Linked DNA regions of Mus musculus: region 1 is linked to region 2. The links are chromatin contacts, called in public Hi-C maps. All regions are on one chromosome and are shown on one strand. The core of a region is the stretch at or near the end of the contact, and the rest is flanking DNA. Distances in the headings are between cores, read along the strand shown. Region 1 has its middle 6.7 kb from the start of 1700001C19Rik. Region 2 overlaps Trerf1 (transcriptional regulating factor 1).

What was found. A called contact is a pair of places that touch in the nucleus more often than the background predicts.
Region 1: a Hi-C map of the N1E-115 cell line shows a contact between it and region 2, with 3 times the contacts expected there. The contact joins two enhancer-like sites. A contact is called at or near these places in 4 of 484 Hi-C or Micro-C datasets (the HPC-7 cell line, the N1E-115 cell line, cortical neurons and 1 more) and 2 of 9 other capture datasets (adipose tissue and embryonic stem cells).

The regions. Positions count from the first base shown.
Region 1 is chr17:47,426,784-47,430,342 of GRCm38.p6, reverse strand. It overlaps a transcript of 1700001C19Rik not described here. Among named protein-coding and RNA genes, the nearest start is that of 1700001C19Rik, 6.7 kb to the right of the region's middle. Within about 2 kb of position 1,387, at least 38 of the 459 cell types and tissues checked have an H3K27ac peak or open chromatin away from gene starts, as enhancers often do. A contact at or near this core is called in the N1E-115 cell line, where this site is marked.
Region 2 is chr17:47,330,423-47,333,744 of GRCm38.p6, reverse strand. All of the region lies in intron 11 of Trerf1 (transcriptional regulating factor 1), which reads right to left. Among named protein-coding and RNA genes, the nearest start is that of Mrps10, 37 kb to the left of the region's middle. Within about 2 kb of position 1,259, at least 49 of the 459 cell types and tissues checked have an H3K27ac peak or open chromatin away from gene starts, as enhancers often do. A contact at or near this core is called in the N1E-115 cell line, where this site is marked.

The DNA.
Region 1 (3,559 bases), core at 138-2,637, 96 kb before region 2:
AGTCCAGCCTGGGCTACACACGACCTTGCTTTAACAAACAAACAAACAAACAAACAAGGAATGAATGAGTAAGTAAATAATCAAGCGAATGAATAGAAGGGCCTGCAGGTGGCTGGAGAGATGCCTCAGTGGGGAAGAGCACTGGCTATTCTTCCAGAGGAAGGAGAAGAAGAAGAAGAAGAAGAAGAAGAAGAAGAAGAAGAAGAAGAGGAGGAGGAGGAGGAGGAGGAGGAGGAGGAGGAGGAGGAGGAGGAGGAAGAGGAGGAGGAGGAGGAGGAGGAGGAGAAGGGGGGGAGGAGGAGGAGGAGGAGGAGGAAGAGGAGGAGGAGAAGAAGAAGAAGAAGAAGAAGAAGAAGAAGAAGAAGAAGAAGAAGAAGAAGGAAGAAGAAGAAGAAGAAGAAGAAGAAGAAGAAGAAGAAGAAGAAGAAGAAGAAGAAGAAGAAGAAGAAGAAGAAGAAGAAGAAGAAGAAGGGCCTGCAGTTTGTGAACTCCAGTGTCTGAATCCCTTGCTATCTTTTTTTTTTTTTTTTTTTTAATTTTAAAATGAGTGCTTTGCCTGTGTGTATGTGTGCCGTGTCCAGTCCCCTTAGAGATCAGAAGAGAGAGGCTGAGACCTACTATGTGGGTGCTGGGGACCAAACCCAGGTTCTCTGGAAGAGACACAAGGGCTGAGCCAATTCTCCAGTCCTGTCTAGTTCTTTTTAAATTACATATTATTTATCTGGGGAGGAGTGGTGGTGGTAGCATTTGCAGGCCACGGGGCCCATGTGGAGGTCAGAGGACAACTTGTAGGAGTTGTTTTTCTCCTCCCACCGTGTGGGTCCTGGAGATGGAACTTAGGTTGTAAGGCTTGGCAGCGAGTGCCTTTATCCCGAGCCATCTTCCCTGTCATTACCCAGAGAAGTCTTATTAGGCACACCTCTCTCAGATTAGTTTATTATCTCTCATGACAGGATGTGCATTAATGTCTGAGAGGCTGTAGCCGAGAGCAGTGGCTACCAGATTGCCCCCACAGGATCCTGAGCTGGGCGGGCAAGGGAGACTGGAAACATAGGGTTGGTTTGTTTTTGTGCTGCAAGGGAACTTAACCCAAGGTGTCGGGCTCTCTCGTTGTCAAGAGTTCTGCCACTGGGTGTCGCCTCAGGCTCTAACAGCTGCAGTGTTTCAGTGTCCACCCTAACAGCTGGCGGGAAGGTGAATGGGAAGGGCTGGACTGAGGGGGCAGAAGGAAGCCACTTAACTGATGAGAGGATCAAACTGGTCACTCAGAGAGGACGAGGGCTGGGGCGTGTGAGCTCACACTGCAAACAGAAGGGTGTAATTGCTAGTCTGTGGGAAAACAATGGCCCTGATTGGCAGGCGGAGGCTAATGTGCTGAGTCAGCTTCTTCAGCCCTGGACCAAGAGGAAGGCCAGGGGCTAGGCCTGAGGTTGCTAGGGAGACCATAAGGGTGACGCACACAGTCCAGAGCCTGGCATACAAGGAACACCCTGAAATGCTTGTTCACTTTTCCCCAGAGCTGGTCCCTTTGCATCTTGGCTGGGAGCAGAGGACATTGAAGCCTGCTGTGACCTGCGAATACCAGAAATGTTTAAGGTCGAGGTTTGAGTGTCAGCATATTCTAGGCTGGCTCTCACACCACCCATCTCCCCTCCACTGCCTTCAGACATGGGGCGACCTGCAGAGCTAGGTTCAGTATGGAGAACCCACCCCCAACTTCCAATTTCATCTTGTCAACCCCAGAGCTATGGCAACTCAGTTTTCCCTCAGCAGAGTCAGAGCCTGATTTGGGGCTGAGAATGGGGGGGTGGCCCGGCAGGCAGAGTGCTTGCCCAGCTTGCATAAGGACCTGGGTTTAATCCCCAGCACCGCAGAAAACAGGCATGGTGGAGAATGCTGGCAACTCTAGCACTGGAGAGGTTGAGGCAGGAGGATGAGAAATCCTAGGTCATCCTAGGCTACATAGGAAGGAGACAAACAGAATGGGGCTGGAGCCTGATTCTCTTTCCTGCCTGAACTTAGTCAACTAATAACATTACTGCATGCCTGTTCCTCCAGTAAAAGAAACAGTCAAATAGCAGGCATCCCTTTGATACAGACAAAACCCCATCCTGTAATTAATCTCTGCTCAGCCATTACTCAGCCACCTGCAGCCTCCTGGCCCACTCTGGAATGTGGGGTGGGATCCGGCCCAGGAAGTCACTATCTAACCAGAAACCCCATCCCACCGCCGTAAAGCCTGTGTTCTCTCTGGGAGAGGCTGCTGGAGACATCTTCAGCTCACTTCTAGCTGACCCTGGTCTCTGCAGCTAGATCCTCAGAGCTCCTCCCATCACCCGATACCCAGATGAGCCTGGCTGCAGGGCAGCATCTTCTTCCCAGGTAGAGGACATCTTATCTCCAGGAGCCCCACGGAGGAGGGGCTGGGGAGGGGGAATTCAACCTTCCTCTTTCCTCTGGAGAAGCGACTAGACTCCAGACTCCCTTCTGACAGGACCCAGGAACACTTGCTTAGCTTGTGTTGAGAGGTGTGAACGAATGGTGTCTGCCCTGACCAGGAGGTTTGTGTTTGGTGCTGGGAAGACATTTGCTTTCCTATTTATTTACACACACACACACACACACACACACACACACATTTGAGACAGAGTCTCACAATGCAATGCTGGCTAGGACCTTGTATGGAGACCAGGCTCCATACTGGCCTTGTACTCCGAAATCTACCCGCCACCACCTCCCCAATGCTGGAATTAAAGATGTGTGCTACCATATTTTAGTTTGCACACTTACCATGTGCACGCAGGTGCCCACGGAGGCCAGCAGGGGGGGGTGTGGGATCCCCCTGGAGCTGTAGTCACAGGTGTTGTGATCTGCTCAGAATGGGTTCAGAGAACCTGACTTGCTGCCTCTGGAGAAGCAATAAGCACTCTTAACTGATGAACCAAAGCGCCTTTTAATCCCCCCATGAGCTGTGTTGGTGGAATTCTAACCCAGGCGCTGGGGTGGGAGATGTGGGGTGCTTTTGGGTACTGACGAGGTGTGACTCCTGGCTCTCCTGCTTCTCAGGACTGTGGCCCTGGCCATGCAGTCACCTCTCCTAGCCTTCTTTGGTTCCTGCGGAAAGCAAGGTTTTAAGTATTTAGAGTGTCACCCGATGCAAGGAGAAATGGGTTAAGGCACCAGCAGATGCTCCGCCCAAGTGCCTAGGCCATGTCCCCCCTGCGCTAACTTCGGATGCAGAAGTACTAAACAGAACCAAAGTGTCAGAGAAGAGCCTGCCAGGGAGCAGGGTTGATTCAACAGAGCACCCTAAGAAGGAAAATTCCAGCAAGGCCAGTGAGAAGGGCAGACCAGGTATCCACAAGGTCCCCTTGAAGGCCAGGGAGACACACCCCCAATCTGAAGGAAAGTGCACATGTGTGCATGTGTGCACATGTGCTTGTGCATACTTCAAAAAAAAAAACAAAACAGAGCTGTGCCTGGTAGCACAGGGCTGTAGTTGCAGCTGCTCAAGAGAACAAGGCAGGGGGATCAAAAATCAAAGCGTAATCAAGCTACA
Region 2 (3,322 bases), core at 10-2,509:
CCTCCAGGCTGGCAAATGAGGTTAGTGGGCTGACATTCCCCCAGACTTACTTGTTCCACCTGGGGATTCCTGGCTATTGGGCTATTATCAGCAGGGGCCCTAACAAGCCGATTAAGGCTAATGACAAAGAGCCTAATTAACTGGATGAAATGGGCACTAGTATAGTATCCAGAGGCAAAATGCATGGAGCTTTGGTTGCTGGGAAACGGCCCTCTGGATGGTGGCTAATTTGGGGCCAATCTACAGCAAATCCAGGCAATTAAAAACAGACATTCCTGGGGCAGAGAAAACTTGGACACAGTATCTTTTTTAGAGGGTCTCTCTGGCTTCCTTTCAGGATTAAAAAAAACCAAACCACCTTTTATTGATGTCAGTATTGTGGTTACCACAGAAAGACATGCTCGCTGTAAAAAAAAACGGGAGCCTTTATGGCAGATTTTCAATGTCACACAGAATTATCTATAGCAAGAAAAGGTCAGATTTTTTTTTTTTCTTGGAATGTAGACTGCTGCCCAAGTTTCTTCTAGGTGCAGTAAGGAGGGACGGCTTCAATCTGAGCCCATATTTTGAGTTTGTCACCAAACATATTTTGCAAATGCTATGTCAGGCGAGGCAGGAGAATGTACTGACTTAGGTATAGTAGAAATCTACTATGTAGTAAAAATAAAACAAAATAAAAGCTTCCACAGCTGTGTTCTTTGCAAAGTAATTCTAGCCAAACACAGAATTCTGTCTCCTTATTAACTTTGGGCAGCTTCCAAGACGAGCCCAGACTTTGGAAAGGGTGTCTCGGGGCTGGTGAGATGGCTCAGTGGTTAAGAGCACTGACTGCTCTTCCAAAGGTCCTGAGTTCACATCCCAGCAACCACACGGTGGCTCACAACCACCAGTAATCACATGGTGGCTCACAACCACCCATAATGAGATCTGATGCCCTCTTCTGGTACGTCTGAAGACAGCTACAGTGTACTTAATTACAATAATAAATAAATATTAAAAAAAAAAAGAAAAAAGAAAGGGTGTCTCTCGCAGGTCTTATTTGTCTTTCAAAAGTCAAGGCAGACTTTGAAGCCCCAGTGGGTACTTGTGGTTGTGGTGGGACGTGACAGGATTCTTCGCTGTACCTTGCGAAGAAGCTAGATCTAACTCAACCACCCACAATCCCCTGCGCACATCTGCATAAAAGACCTGTTCAGTGGAGATATCACCGAAGCTCCAGCTGTCTGACTACAAGCTCCACGACTCCTCCATGTACAGTACACCCCACCCCCGATGTGAGTGCTTAAGCGAAACCACTGGCGAGGGACAGTGTGTCCCCGTGTAGACTGAGCACTGGGAGGCACTGCACAGCTGTTCTCTGAGGATGCTGCCTCTGAGGATGCTGCACAGGCTCTTGAACTTTGGCAGGCTGCCTTGAGGGCTGGGCCAGACGCCCACCTTGCTCACTGGTCCTTTGCCTCATGGCATTTCTCTCCTCCTGGTCCTGAGCGAGGGAGTAGAGTGTTTCCACAGGCTTGTATCTATCTGCCTAGGACCTCTGTCTAGCTGTCTTCCCTCCAGGGAACAGCACAGCTCGGATCTGACTTCCTTCCTTAGGTGTCACAGTTAGTTTTTGCTCAACTTGGCACACATTTTGACATACCAGTGGAAGAGGGAAGCTCAACGGAAAAACTGGCTCCATCAGATTGGCCTGTGGCCATGTCTGTGAGACATTTTCTTAATTGCTAATTGACGGTGGAAGACCTGGGCGTTTGGGGATGGTGCCATTCCTGGGCTGGTGAGCCTGGACTGTGTAAGGAAGGCGACTGAAGGAGCCAGTAAGCAAGCCAATCAGCTGTGGTCCTCTATGGGCTGCCTCAGACTCTGTTTCCTGATTCCTACCTTGGCTTCCCTCAATGGTGGACTATAAGCTCTAAGTCAAATAAACTCTTTCCTTCCCTTGGTTGGTTTTAGTCTGTGTTTTATCACAGCAATGAAGACCAAACCAGACTAGGAGCCTAAAGGGAAATTCCAGGAGTCAGATGGGTCTAGTTCTCAGGCTGGAAGCCAAAAGGGAACTTGAGGGTAGGTGTTCCAACGAGGGAGAAATTGAGCTGACCGTCCAACTGGGAGTAATAGAAAGGCTCTGGGCACAAAGGCCGAGGCAGGACAGGGCTATGATGGGACAGGATTCAGTGACCCCCCCCAGGAATCATATACAGGGGGTTTCAGAGTATGGCATGGTGGCTGGGACAAAAGATGTAACGAACTCAGTTATCTCCCTTTTTTTGTTGTTGTTGTTGTTTTTGTTTTTCGAGACAGGGTTTCTCTGTGTAGCCCTGGCTATCCTGGAACTCACTCTGTAGACCAGGCTGGCCTTGAACTCAGAAATCCGCCTGTCTCTTCCCATGTCTTGATAGGCAGCTGTCAAAGATCTGGAATTGTATCTGACTTCAGGGACCAGTGTCTTCATCTGCTCACAACACTAGAATATTCTTGGAGGCTTGGCTTGTAATCACTTGGAGAAGAAGGCAACTGACTGGTAACCCCCCTCTTCGGGTCTCCAAGGGCTGAAATGATTTCAGAAAGCAAGAGTTTTTCCTAAGGTATTTGAGAGGGAAGAAGTTGGGGGAATGGATAATCTAGCAATACTCCATCCGAAAAGCTTAATGGGCCTCAGCAGACTTTCAACATTCTTGGTAACATTTTCATGTTTTGTTTTGCTTGGGGCTGGAGGTGCTCTATCCCATGGCTTCCTGGTCTTTTGTGTCATGATGCACATAAAAAGTGCATAGTTCTTGTTTACCACACTGGGAACAACTGGAGAGGATCGTGTCCTGGATGAAGAGGCTCACTGCTGGCCACAACCAACCCCGAGGTTCTGTTGAGGCGGTGTGACCTGCGGTTAAGCCAGTGGCTGGAAGCTTCTTTCAGCCCACACGAAGCTCCGCCCACTATGCAGAGGAGTTTGGGATCTCTCCTGGATGCTGAGGATCCAGGAAGTTGGGAGGGCCTGCCAGGGTTTAATGGAACAGCATATGATGCTAACAGCATATGATGCTGGGGATTAAGAAGCAATGAAACTGTTTGCACGTCAGATCGGTGAGCTCCCACATCGTTGGACCCACACAAGTGGGGGAGATGATGAAGTTGGCTCCTTGGGCCCTGGTTACATGATGCCTTTAACTTAAGTGTCCATCTCCGGCTTGTCTCTTCCATGTGACTGCTGTCAGCTGAAACTGACCCCCAGGTAGGTGTCCTTGGGTATTCCTCATACACAACTTTGAGGGTTTTCTACTTGGTGACAACAGGTGGCGCAAGCCAACTCACAGGATGGAGGGAG